2 separate regions of the Drosophila melanogaster genome follow, and region 1 is linked to region 2. The links are chromatin contacts, called in public HiChIP or PLAC-seq maps. All regions are on one chromosome and are shown on one strand. Each heading gives the region's core, a stretch centred on a gene start, on an enhancer-like site or on the middle of the called end of the contact. The rest is flanking DNA. Distances are from core to core; before and after follow the strand shown. Region 1 holds the start of fog (folded gastrulation). Region 2 holds the start of Cyp6v1 (Cytochrome P450 6v1).

The links. HiChIP or PLAC-seq counts read pairs in DNA pulled down with a chosen protein or histone mark.
Region 1: a contact with region 2 is called in a Psq HiChIP or PLAC-seq map of the Kc167 cell line, with 4 times the contacts expected there. The contact joins the promoter of fog here to the promoter of Cyp6v1 in region 2. A contact is called at or near these places in 1 of 107 Hi-C or Micro-C datasets (wing imaginal disc) and 1 of 6 datasets of contacts at active chromatin or transcription factors (the Kc167 cell line).

The regions. Positions count from the first base shown.
Region 1 is chrX:22,852,028-22,858,938 of dm6, reverse strand. It overlaps fog (folded gastrulation), which reads left to right and starts at 3,745. Exons shown (of 3, transcript NM_001272855.2): 1 at 3,745-3,896. All of the region lies in intron 1 of CG42346, which reads right to left.
Region 2 is chrX:20,653,196-20,659,209 of dm6, reverse strand. It overlaps Cyp6v1 (Cytochrome P450 6v1), which reads right to left and starts at 2,088. Exons shown (of 4, transcript NM_001298570.1): 1 at 1,908-2,088; 2 at 330-1,681. The coding sequence starts at 797. It also overlaps asRNA:CR45466.

The DNA.
Region 1 (6,911 bases), core at 2,496-4,995, 2.2 Mb before region 2:
ATGGACGTTTCGTCTCGTCTGTTCATACTCATTATGAATATAAATACTTCAAATGGTCGCAAATATCTCCTCCACTTCGTTGCCAACTACTGACTGACTGAAATCAATATACCCCCTGAGAGGGTATTGCGGTGGCACGCACACGGAGTGCCTAGACCGAAAATTGTCAAATGTATTCGACGACATTGCCTGATCATAAATGTACCTGATAGTAAGTAAGTACGCTTACAAATATGTTAGAAAATATATGTACATATTCAAAATTGTCATCACACTTACCTCAAATTTCTTGTGCTTATTTTATTGTTGTTTGAATGATTCCCCCCTTAATATCTTTTATGTTTTCTATGTTTAAGCCAGAATAGCAATGCAAGATTGGCCGGCATTGAATTCTCGTTTAGTTTATCCCCAAAGAATTTTATGAAACAACAGAGGAAAGAGAGGAGCACAAAGCTACATACATACATACATACATGTATGTACATAAATGGCTTATGCTTTGGCAAACTTGCAAATTGCTGTCCACTTTTCATGCTGTCCTCGCCATGTGATCCCTTTTTTGCAGCCGTGTCTTTATTTTTTTTTCAATGGCTTTTCTTTTCTCCGACACAGACCCCCCCCCCCCCCCCCCCTTCCAACACGCTCACTTACCGTGTGGCCGTGGGCTATCTCTCGCCATACTCGTAGTATTGTGATGATTTTATCTTTAGGAGGCCCAAAGCAAATGAATCCCAAAAATGTTTCGGGTTTTCTCGCTTTCAACTTGATTCACGTCAGCCCAGCTCTGGGCATCGATTTATTTTATTTTCCTGCCCGCTTTTCCATTTTTTCGACTCTTTTAGTATCTTTGGCATGCATATGCGATTTAGTCCCTTCCATGACTCCCTGCTCCAGCGGCGTGTTGATATGTTAATCATTGTTATTATTTATGTTTAGATTTGAATGTCAATGTCGAATAGGAATCTGACTGTGCGAGTTGTGGGTGTGGTGTGGAAAGTGCCTATGAAAAGGGCAAAATTTTGGGGAGCGTATTTGGATTTTGAACTCTGATGGAATTAAGTTGTCAATTTGCGTTTCGACTTTGGAGCGCTGCCATCGGGTGCCTACATAAGGGACATGTGTAATACATATGTTATATATTATATACATATATATATATGTATATATTATATATATTAAGTACATATGTATGTACGTATACCGCGTATAGCCGACTGATCTGTTGCTTTATTCCAATAAGAGAAAATACGATACGATAAGAACTGCGGATGTTCACTAACCACACATCATGACTTTTTGGCGAGGAATACTGGTGGTAAGGTCTTACTGTGGTGACAAGGACATCCAATTGCGCGTTTTAAGCTTCAATTTACTTAGCGTCACTCTTTCCAATTCAGTTATAACTTTTTCGAATACCAAATCTGTTGCCCGTGCCAACGACTTCGTCTGTCCATGTTCTTGGCTCGTATGTACATACATACATTTTTTCGTATTTAGACTTCCACGCAAAACGTTTGACAACGTTTGTTTTAGTTTTCGCCTCTTAATTAATATTAGGGTTTTTTCCACAGAGACACAAATTTGTTCGAAAGTGAAAACTAGAACATTAAAAAAGTGAAAATAATTAGCATAGTGGGGAGGGGACATAATACGCTGGACGGGAAAAATGTAGAAAGAAATTAATTTTCATTGAAAATTCAAATGCCACTCGAAAAGGTCAGCGAAAGGGGGTGGGGTCTGAAAAAGGAAGGGAAGAAGCAGCAGCGAAGGCAAACAATCGAGAGAAAACGAAATTTTTTAATTGATTTCACTTAAATCACTTTTGCTTCACAACAACGCAGCATCTGCGCAAGAAGAAGGAAAAGTACGAAAACACATTTCGGTATTTTTTCTTATTTGTTTAACTTTTGTTTCTTCGATTTTTAGTTTTTGGGCGAATGACCGAAGACGAGCCCCGCACACTTGACCATCGCATCGATAAGTCCATACGAAGGGAAGACGGCGAAGAATGAGAGAATAGGGAAATGGGGATGATCCCAATTCGTACACTTGGCAAAATACCCTTAGTTTAGTTGTGGTCATTTTTAGTTCCCTAAGCTAACTCTGTAAATTTATTTTTTAAAGTAATGATCTATATCATCTACATAAAATTGCTTTTATTCATGAATTTTAGCCGGAATCACTGCATAAAAAATAAAGGGAATTCACCTTAATCAAATCGAAATTGAAACGCTGTAAACGACAAAGTGGCCTTAATTGGCCATTATGTTGGCCTAAACACCGGCACAGGCTCAAGTGGCGGCTAAAATTACCAAGAAGTGCGATTTGCGATTCAGTGCCCAATGATGATGACGGGGAACAAAACCATGACTGCTATCAACTTCAATTAGGTTTCGAGGAAATCCATCTCCGACTTTCCAGCTTTTCCGAGATATTTTTATTAAGCCGGCCACTCCAGTTAGCCTTACATATTTCCGAATGTTAGTAGTGTCTGTAGGGGTCTACCGAACTCGGACAAAATTGAAAATAAAAATTTTATTTAATAAGGTACATACATACATACATAGTACATATGTAAATAGAAACAAACAGCCAACGGAAAATTACCAGGAAGAGCCGTACTGCCTTTTTAAATTGAACAACTAGCAGCATTCAGAAAAAATTAAAAGCAGAGAACATCATTAATCATCCTTTGCAGGCGGCCAAAAGAGAGCATCTCCCTAATTGAGAACAAGAGAACATAACAGAAGAAAATGTTAATCATGTATGGGAAAAACAAAAAAGAAAAGAGAATTGTCGAGAAGAGTAAAAGGGTATACTAGATTCGTTAAAAAGAATGTAACAGGGAGAAGGAAGCGTTTTCAACCATATATGTATATGTATATGTACATGTACTTGTATATGTACATGTGTATATATGTATCGTGATCAGGATCAATCAGGACCAGTCGAACTGGTCATGTCCGTCTGTCTGTCCGTCCGTATGAACGTCGAGATATCAGAAAATATAAAAGCTAGATTCTAGAGACATTAGACGCAGCGAAAGTTTGTTCCCCATGATGCCACGCCCACAAACCTCCCAAAACTGCCACGCTCACACCTTTGCATAATGTTTTGATAGTTTTCCATATTTCTATGACTCTTGTTAATTTTTATCGATATGATAAAAATTCCCACTCTAATGCACCAAAACTGACACTCCCACACTTTTGAGAAATGATTTAATTTTTTTGTATTAAACCAGTTGTTTTTCCAATTTATAGATATGCCGAAGATATGCTATCTTAAACCGCCCAATATATCCTGCCCAGACCTTAGAGAATTAAAATTAATTTTTTCCCACCAATTTCTACTAATGTTCGTGAAAAATGTTGAAAAGTCTCGTCCCACTTGGACTTGCTGAATAACGGGTATCTGATAGTCGGGGAACTCGACTATAGCGTTCTCTCTTGTTTTAAATTAATGACATACATACTCAAAACAATGCACGATCAAAACAGCAAAATGATTTCTTTGTGCAGTTGCAACTTAAGAGCAATGAAAACTGAGCGCGGCTTCAGCGCGCTCTTTGAAAAGAGTTCCCTAATGCCGCGCATCGGCTCTTTTCTCTCGGCTAAGATCATTGTCGAACGCGCGTACATATACATATATACAGTACATGTATATTTATATCTGACCACTCTCTGTCTGTCGCAGCGACTGCGGCGCCGACGTCGACGCCTGCGACGACACGTTTCGAAGCCGCTTCTCATTCAAAAAACAACTGTGAACGTGATCGGTAACGGTGCGTGTTCTCTTGTCCGCCCGCTACAGTCTCTTCAAAAAAAAAAACTTAAAAGAAATGAGGGGGGAAGAAAGCGGATAAAAATCACCAACAATAGTAGCAAATGAAAAAAGTAAAGTAACACTATCATTTCGATTGAATTTGTAACATAAATTCGATATTTAAGAGACATGTGCAATCGGTCAAAACGTGGCGCATATAACTTAAAAGCAAATAGTAACATGGGAATATAAATTTGTAATATACATAAATATCTTCTGATTGTGTCCCTTAAAAACGTTTCTTCGTGTGCTTTTATTTTATCTAAATTTGACCCGATTTTAATTTGAATTTGAACAAGAACCTAAACTAAAACAAAACAAAAAAACATTCGAATGCTTATCTGTAAAAGGAAACAGGAAAGAGAGAACGAACGAAGTGAAAATAAAGTAGAATAAAATAAAATACATACTACGAGGCATGTATAAATATACTACGCTTTTGTGTTTATACTACATTGTGAAACAGTTGTCGTTGTACTTGTTGTTGTCTTTACAGCAACAGGCGTCCGATAATTTATAATCTTAAAAATATATGTGCGCCGTACATATAGATTCGCCTACTGAAAAACCCGAGATCAACTTTAAAATACTAGTACCAACCATAATTTGAAGCTTAGCTTTGAGTTATAAATATTTAGTTAACGTTATTTCACAATGATATATATTAAATATCTACAATATTTCACAATCTTAAGCTATTTTCGGTGCACATGTAGGCATTATTTTTGAATTGCACTCAATGTTGCATACAAAATAATTCTCTTTCGTTTTTCCCAAACAGGATGTTACCATTGATACCTTTTGAAGTCGATTTGTTGTAGTGTGTTTTTTTTTCGTGTGCGCAAAAGTCTTTGTGAATTATATGATAATACATGTGATACAGTTGGAGAAATAAAATAGATAAATCAACAAAATCGAATACAAAACCGTGTTGTCCTAATGAGCCTAACAACTGCAGCGAAAAATGAAAGGCAGCCAGCGACGGGAAAACTTTAAGCAACTGAAAAAAATTTAGTATCTTACAAGTTTGAACTGGCTCTTACCAGCAAGCCAATCAACACATACATATAAAATTCTTAATAAACCAAACAAAAAATTAAGCTCAACCGCCATCAAATCGAAATTCAAAACGAGCCAATTTGTGGTGTTTATTATTTATTTGTATGCTAATTTATTTTTACAACAACTTGATATTAACCCACAATCAAAGAAAAACAAAAGTGGGGAAAAGACAAAGAAGAAGCAACTAAAAGCAAAAGCAGCGCACCTTCTTCGGCATCTTTGTTTTGGGATATAAAACAGCAAAAGTAAGTGGATTGTATGTATTTTTATTTAACGTTTATGTGTGTTTTATAATGCCCATCGAATAACCCATTATTACTTTGCGCTGCGAAACTTGTTTCTTAATGCAAATTAAATTGAAAGGAAGCCAGCGAAATGTATACAGCCCAGAAAATTTGGATAACAGATTCGAAACCCACAGTATCTCGTTTCTGGTACTCCTTATTATCCTGCTTCATTATTTCCTGGGTATCAGGATGTCTCGTTTTCGTGGGCTTATCCTAGCGGTTTTTCCGGTCTCACGCCCGATGCTGACCTTCTGACTCTGCGGATGTGGGAAATCTAGCCATTCTGCAGATACAGAGCTGGCTCTTGAGATCTTAAATGACCAAATCGGGAGGTATTTAGTCTAATGCTTTTCGAAGTAGCTATTACGCGTCCAAATGGATTCAGCATGAATATGTTTGGGCTCATGCCATTGACTGACGAGTAGGTATAGTTTCCCTAAAAGCGAACTGATAAATATTAAAAGCATTTTTAATCACTTCTTGAACAACAATAGACACGTGCACATTTCTCAATCTGGTCAAGCGCCTTACTAGTTATTGCAAAAACCAATTTCACGACGTGACCACAATGGATGACAACTGACCTTAGTGTCATCATGCAACCAAAACAATCGAACTACACCAATTCGAGGCGCATTAGGTGTCTTATCGGGGTTCGCTCTCAAACATTTGCCAAACAAGTGAGTTCACGATTATGTTTACAGAGGTGAGTTCCATGAGTTCGCTGGTAATGGACATGATGATGATAATGCCGATGAAGTCACGCGGTGACTATCAGCGCCAATGTGGCAAAGTGATCACTTCCGCTGGACGCAAAATATATTGCGGCTTAAAATGGAAAACTAAAAGCAAACCATGAACGAATTTCGGTACCAAAATTTTATTCCCGCATGAAAGTGTAACCAAGTTAATTGCATTTAACCGACTGTCCAAAAAATAAAGAGCTGGAAGGGTGGCCAAGCACTCAAGTGACTGGGAAATTGTTGACATGCACACTGAGAAAAATGGCCATATTTATGTGTGTATTTAGTAAATTTTTCCGTGGACTCGTTCTTTTATTTGTTTTTGCGCAGACATGAATTACAAAATGTTTTTTGTGCAAGTTCCAAAACGCCCGCAAAATGCTCCAAAAGTCATTATCAGCAATAGAAAGTGTTACAGACGGCACGAAAATTAAATTACGGGTATTGTGATGGTACGTATACATACATATGTATGAATACTATATAGATAGAGTTCGCTTCGATTGCCTCGACTATCAGATAGCCGTCACTCAGCCATAACTCCTAAAATAATTATCCGATTCAAATTATCTATACAGCTATTGTCTTCCGGACATACATATATTTATGCCTATGTTGATACCCCCCCGGGAACGTGGAATGAAATCAGCAACCGAAAAAAAAAACGAATCTATCACGAAATTATTTTCGAGGCTCTTGAGTCCCTTGTGCCCATGGCTATGCAGCCGTGGTAAAATTGATTCAGCTGCATCGGGGCAAACAGCATTAAACGGTCGATCCATAGGGCAGTACGTGCCTGAGGGCCCAAAAGCCGAAAACCAAAAACCGATGGCAATATACGACCTCCACTTACACGAAAAACTTGGGGATTATTTGTTCTGGAATTTCTGGAATCTATCCTATTCCCATTCTGTACAATGCTTTCAAGGGGATTCCAAGAAATCGGCTAATGCTGATGTAAGAAGTTCCGAAAAAGTTCGTACCTGGAAGTACT
Region 2 (6,014 bases), core at 839-3,338:
AATTTTACCCAGTAGCTTGGTGTAAGTGCCGCACCTCGAAATATTAAAATATAGCTATGATCCAAAACGATATGCCGGCGAAACACTTCGATTGTAAGGGAATGGAATTCGATTTGAATAACAGGCAGTTCCTATCTTTAAATGGAATCGGTGTAATTACAAGTCAAACCAGAGTAAAATAGTATTGTTGGTTATTTTTTTCTTCAATCGGGCCCCGCGATTAAGCGTGGAAATGTGTGTTGTGTTGGTCGGTGTAAGAGTTCCGAACGTGTGTCGTGGACCTGGGAGCGGGAGTTTGCAACTTGGACCCGGCTGGTTGAGTGACTCACCTCCTCCATCAGCGAGAACATCTGTTTCAGCTTGGCGCCAGCGAAGGCTGGTGCTAAACGGGTGCGGATCTCGCGCCATTCGGGTTGTTTGGCCAAAAATAGCGATAAGGCGCCCATTTTATCGCTGCGCCCGTCGCACTTGGCGAATCGGTTGGAGAAGCTGACGAAATCCTCAACCAGAACGGTGCGGACCAGCTGGAGATCGCGGATAAGCAGGGCTGGCTGGTGGAACAGATAGATACCCACGACGGGCTCGTTGCGAAACCGCTCGTCGAAGTAGAAGCGGCGCAACTGGAGAGCAAAGGACTCCTCCAGTCGGAGCACCCGGCTCAGGTTGCCCAGCAGGTGGGTCGGCTGGACGAACTTCACCCGCCGGCGCTGCCAGTAGACGTAGGTGCGCCGGGACCAGATGAACACGCCCGTCAGGATCGTCACTATCGCCAGCAGGATGTTCGTGGAGTACACCATCTCGCACTCGGGATCCGCAGTCAGGTCCAGCGGTGGCTGAATCGTGGAGGGATATGCGGATAGTGCCTTGGATTGACCGATCTAAGATTTCAGATTATTCCAGCAGTTGTGACCTCTTCGCTTTTGTTTTGATCGTCTGTTTGTTGTAAGACACAATGACTCCGGATATGGTATTTTTTATACGACCGTAGTTAACTTGCTATGTTTTTTAAGCTAAAGTTATTAGTTGTTCTCTGATTTCATATATATATAAAGTACTAAAGAGCTTTTAAATGTATTTATTCAGTGAAAATTCAATAGTATTTTTTTTTTTTTTTTGTAATGATGCTTCTTTGATTTCTTCGTATTTCTGATGTGTTTTTTAGTTGCACAGAGATCTTTAATTTATCCAATTCATTTCTAACTCCTGTTGGAAATCTATTTGAACTTCGCTGATTTCATTTCTCTTAAGAGCGTTCTATTTTCCCAGCAATATTTCTTCTTCGAAGATCGTCCGATAGTCTTTCTTCAAGTTTTGTTTTCAATTTATTTAGTCGGGGCTTTCGAACAATGTGGTTGACAAATTTTATTTTATCTGCGCGGTTTAATAATATTCTGCATTTTCCGTTGTTTTATGGTTGTTTCTGTTTCTGCTTTTGCTTTAGCTCTACTTTTTTCTTATCGTTTTGGCGCTCCTCCGCGTGGGGCTTTGCCGTTATTTGTTGATTCTCTTTGTCTTTGTTGTTTTTGTAGCTCCTTTGCGTTGCTCTCTTTTCCGCCAATCGTTGTAGTTGTTGTTTTGTTAGCAATCCTCAATGTCCCTTTATCGGGCTTTCTGGCTTTTCTCGGCGTCGCGTGTTTTATAAATAAATACTTAACTAATTATATCACATTTGAAACGACAACTACAAAAAAATATGTAAAAAAAATGACTAAAACAGACCACAATGAAGAATTAAATGCACAACAACGCGACGTCAACAACAAATGGAAGAGGCGAAAGAAGAAATAGCCACGCCGAACGAAAAGAAGAAGAGCACCGCGCAGAAAGACACAGAGAGAGGGATAGAAAGAGAAGTCGCAAGAGAAATGCGAAAAAACCGCGAATACAATTTACAAATAGCGAATTACAGAAAATAAGTCTAAAAATATAAATAAAATCGCTTGCTAGCTCCACCAAGCGACGCTTTTTAACTGACGCTACGTCAACGACCAAAGCCCCACGAAGGCAGCGACGTCGACAGAGCGGCGACGACGCCCCCATCAACGTATGCTGTTCTTTTGTGCTTTATTTTATTAACCGCAAGTTTGCGGGAGACAAAAGAGAGAGGGAGAGATCTTTCGGCGGGATAGTACACAGATACAGAAGAGAGCGCAAAAAGAGAGCTTTGCGAAGAATTTGAACAGTCATGTCATGAGGCACATGTTCTAGTTCGCACAGTGAAACTCATTTTAGCGAGGGGTGGTCAAATGCGGTTTCGTCCAGGTAATCGAATGCACAGCGACCCCACAGCAACTACATACATGACAAAAATCCATATTTTTTAAATTAATTTTAAAAAGTCTTAAAATAATTGAATTTGTATGTGATGCGATCAATGTGATGGTCAAATGTGATTTCGTCCAATTAATAACATCCCACAGCAATGCATCACAAAAAAATTATCTTTGGCTTAGTTCTAATGTTTAGCTGGAATATCTAATAAAACAACTGCAATTGTATGTATATTTCGTTTTATTCATACATTTAATTCCTAATTTATTGAAGTTGTGTTGTGTTTTAGTCATATTCAGAAAAACTACTAGAAATATGTATGTATATTTTTATTCAACGTGTGAGCCAGCGCTTTCGGTTTGTCCCACTGTTGGTGACAGAAAGATGCCAAAGCGCAAAGTAGACCGCAAATAAAAGTGACGATTAAAAGCGAAACTGCAAAACAACAACAATGACGTGACGCGACGGTGACCGCGAATCTTTCGATGAAAACAAAGAGAGCGAAGAGAGCGTAAATTTGTTTTTGTTAGCGGGTGCAGTACAAGACAAAGACAATGGTCACTTCTCGTTGTTAGGGCTTTTCATTCTAGCTTTTATTGTGTTCTTTTCGATTACTTATTTCTTGTCGCCTGTGATGATTTATAAATAAACGTTTTGGCTGTCCTCTGCCATTCGTTGCCTCTGCTTTTCGTTTTTTCTCTGTTACGTGCATTTGTTGTTGCGGTTCAGCTGATTTGATTTTCGCGTATTCTTCTGTTTGCAAGGGAATATCGATAACTAACGAAGGAGGCATCCCTGTGCAAAGTGGGCGCCAAATCAAAAAGCTGGCACAAAATTAAATAAATGTGGAGTATGATAGGTTTTGGTATAACTTATCTACCTGATAACTTAACAACTTTGCCGTGTTATTATTAAGTTAACTAACTAGTACTAACTACAGTTAATAAGTACTTTTATGTGTGCTTGTATCTTTTGTTTTTTATTGCTTAAAATTTATTTTATAACAAACGAAAACATCAACAAATGTTGCTTATCGGAAATTAAAACTTTGAATTTTCGTGAATCCCGAAAACAGTTTGTTGTGAGGCCAGTATTGAACTACTTTCCCCTGATTTTGGGTAAAAAAATTAAACACTACCAAACAAATTGCTGCTCGGAGGAGAAAGGAAACTCCATTTACAACAATTGACAGAAATTTGCACTTGCTGCGGATGGAAAACTTTCACGTCCACTCCTCAGTCCCCTGTTGAGCAGTTTTCCGACTTTTCCCACACGCTCAACTCCTTCTGGAAAAGTGTGCTGAAGTTACAAATGTGCAACATTTCCGGTTGTTTGTATGTCGTCTACTTTTGGGACACCGAAAACTGTTGGCCACATTGATGGCTCACATGGGGGTTAAGGGGACGCCGATTGGTATGGGGGGCGTCGTGGGGTTAAGTCTTGCTTTGATTAAATTTCACGCACGACCGCACAGAAAGGGTTTTCCGCCAACTGACAAAGGGGCGTGGCTCTGGGCGGGCGATTTCGATTTCGAGACTTTCCGGGCCTTACCTTCCGAAAATCACGCGCTGCAGTTCGATTTGCGTTTTTCCAGGGTGGGACGTACGGTGAAACCTCTGCGGATGCAACACCAGCAACCTACAGAGTGTCGGTGTAACTAACTATTCCAACTATTTTCTGTTGGACCAACTGCTGCTCAGTTATGTTTTTACAGAGCTTGAATTGCTCTTTAGGGTCTAAGGCGCCCAATGCGAGTGCTCACTGTAGCTGTGGCATCGCTCGGCGGTGTGTCAATAATCGCCGTTGCTTATGCACACAACGGCTCTGCAAACACCAGCGCACTTGTCTTAACCAACCCAAAAACCCACCCATTCCGCCCAGCGCAGCCCAGCACACCCCCCTCGTCCACCCATCAAAATCAGCTCAGCGCAAATCAAAGCCGTCTCAATCAACAAACAAACAAATAGACAGGCAAACAGTCAAACAGACAAACATACAAACATTTGCGTGCGCATTTCAAGGCGCTGGCTGCAGTGGGTTAAGCGGTGGGCGTGGCAGGTTGAAGCGATGGGAGGGTGACTGAATTTGCTTTAGCTATTAGTTTTCGGCCTGCGACCTTGTTTTCATTCCATTTGCGCTGTTTGCATTGGAGATCTTTTAATTATTGTCACGCATCCACGCCTTCGGAAAAGTAGTTTTCCCGCCCCCGATTTTCCGCTTGTGGGAGTTGCGTCAGGTGGCGTACTTTTCCGGGGATTAATCTCGATATTTAGTCTTTGGGGAAAACTCTCATTATGGCGCTCCTTGAACTTTCCCGCTTACTATAAGCTTGTGATTGAATTTGATGGGTAGTACGAAAAATGTATGAAATGATGGAAAGGTCATCATTTTACTTTGTTTGTTAATAACTATTTGCTGCCTGCATATCGCCATTTTCGTCGCAATGAGAGTAACGGGTATCTGGCAGTCGAGCTTAGCTACTTGACGTTACTGTTATATTTGGCTTTTTGTTAACAACATTTTTATGATATATTCAAAGATATGTATACGAGTTTTAAATGTACAAGAATCGTTTCAACGTTAAATATTTGCATACCATTTCCTAATTTTTTCTGCCTTTATCTTTTTGGATCATTTTCCAAATACATTTTGCACATCTATGTACATACATATGTATGTATGTATGTGCATGCACATATCCTTCGAGATTTCCCAGATATGCACATGAACGCCTCATTAGCCAAAGCAATTGCACACATCGGTGGGCTACCGTACTTGCATCAGAATCCATATCTATGAGATACACATTCCTCCACCTGCCCACATTTGACCCAAGATCCTGCACTGACCATCTCCGTGGAAACGGGGAAGGGGAGGAGCGCACACACATGGTCCAGTAATCGTAATCCCGGGGGTAATCCTCCCAGGTTTTTTTTTTTTTGATGTTGAACCGCTTTTTATGCGATATGTGGCATATAGGGAGATCGAGATAAAGTGCGCAAAATAGATGCGTAATTTGACGTTAATGTTGCGCTAATAATAATCTCGAAAAAAGGCAAGAGCAGCAGCAGCTGATCCTTCGGATTCGGATAGAGATACACATGTGTGTTACTCGGCGATCGTGTAATGTTCTTAAGGACCTTTCTCCTTTTCAGCTCGTTTCTAAGACGCATTGTTGTGTTTGCCATTTTGACGGGTTTCGATTACTCCTCAGTTTTCCCCTTTCCAGTTTTCCGTTTTCTGGCCGAAAAAGATACAGATTCGATGTATCTTTTTGAATGCCCTTTCATGTGTGTAATCCACTCCGCTCGTTTTTGCTCAAAGTTAAATGATGCGCAGCTAAGTTGAGCAAATTTCCCTTACACTGTTTTGATATTTTCAAGACAGACGGCTGATGAAAGTAAATTGCACAACAGGAAAATCAGTAAAGGGGCACTGAGCACATAAAAAAAAAAAAACAAAATACAAACAAATGGCAAAGTCTTGCCAGGCTCTACGTTTTTTCAATTTTTTATACACTCTCATAAATCGAAAATTTTCCAGTATGAATTGCTTGGTAAATTGAAGGCTAAATGAAGACTCTGCTAACTGTGCGAAATATGATTTTAGCAAAGCTTGTTGATTAATAGATAGGCATTAAATATAAGTATACCAATATGCAGTTCAATTACCATCTCCTTACAGATGAGTGGGGTGCTTCAGTCGACCTTGAGCCTCTAGTTAGACCTTGACTGTGGCTCAAC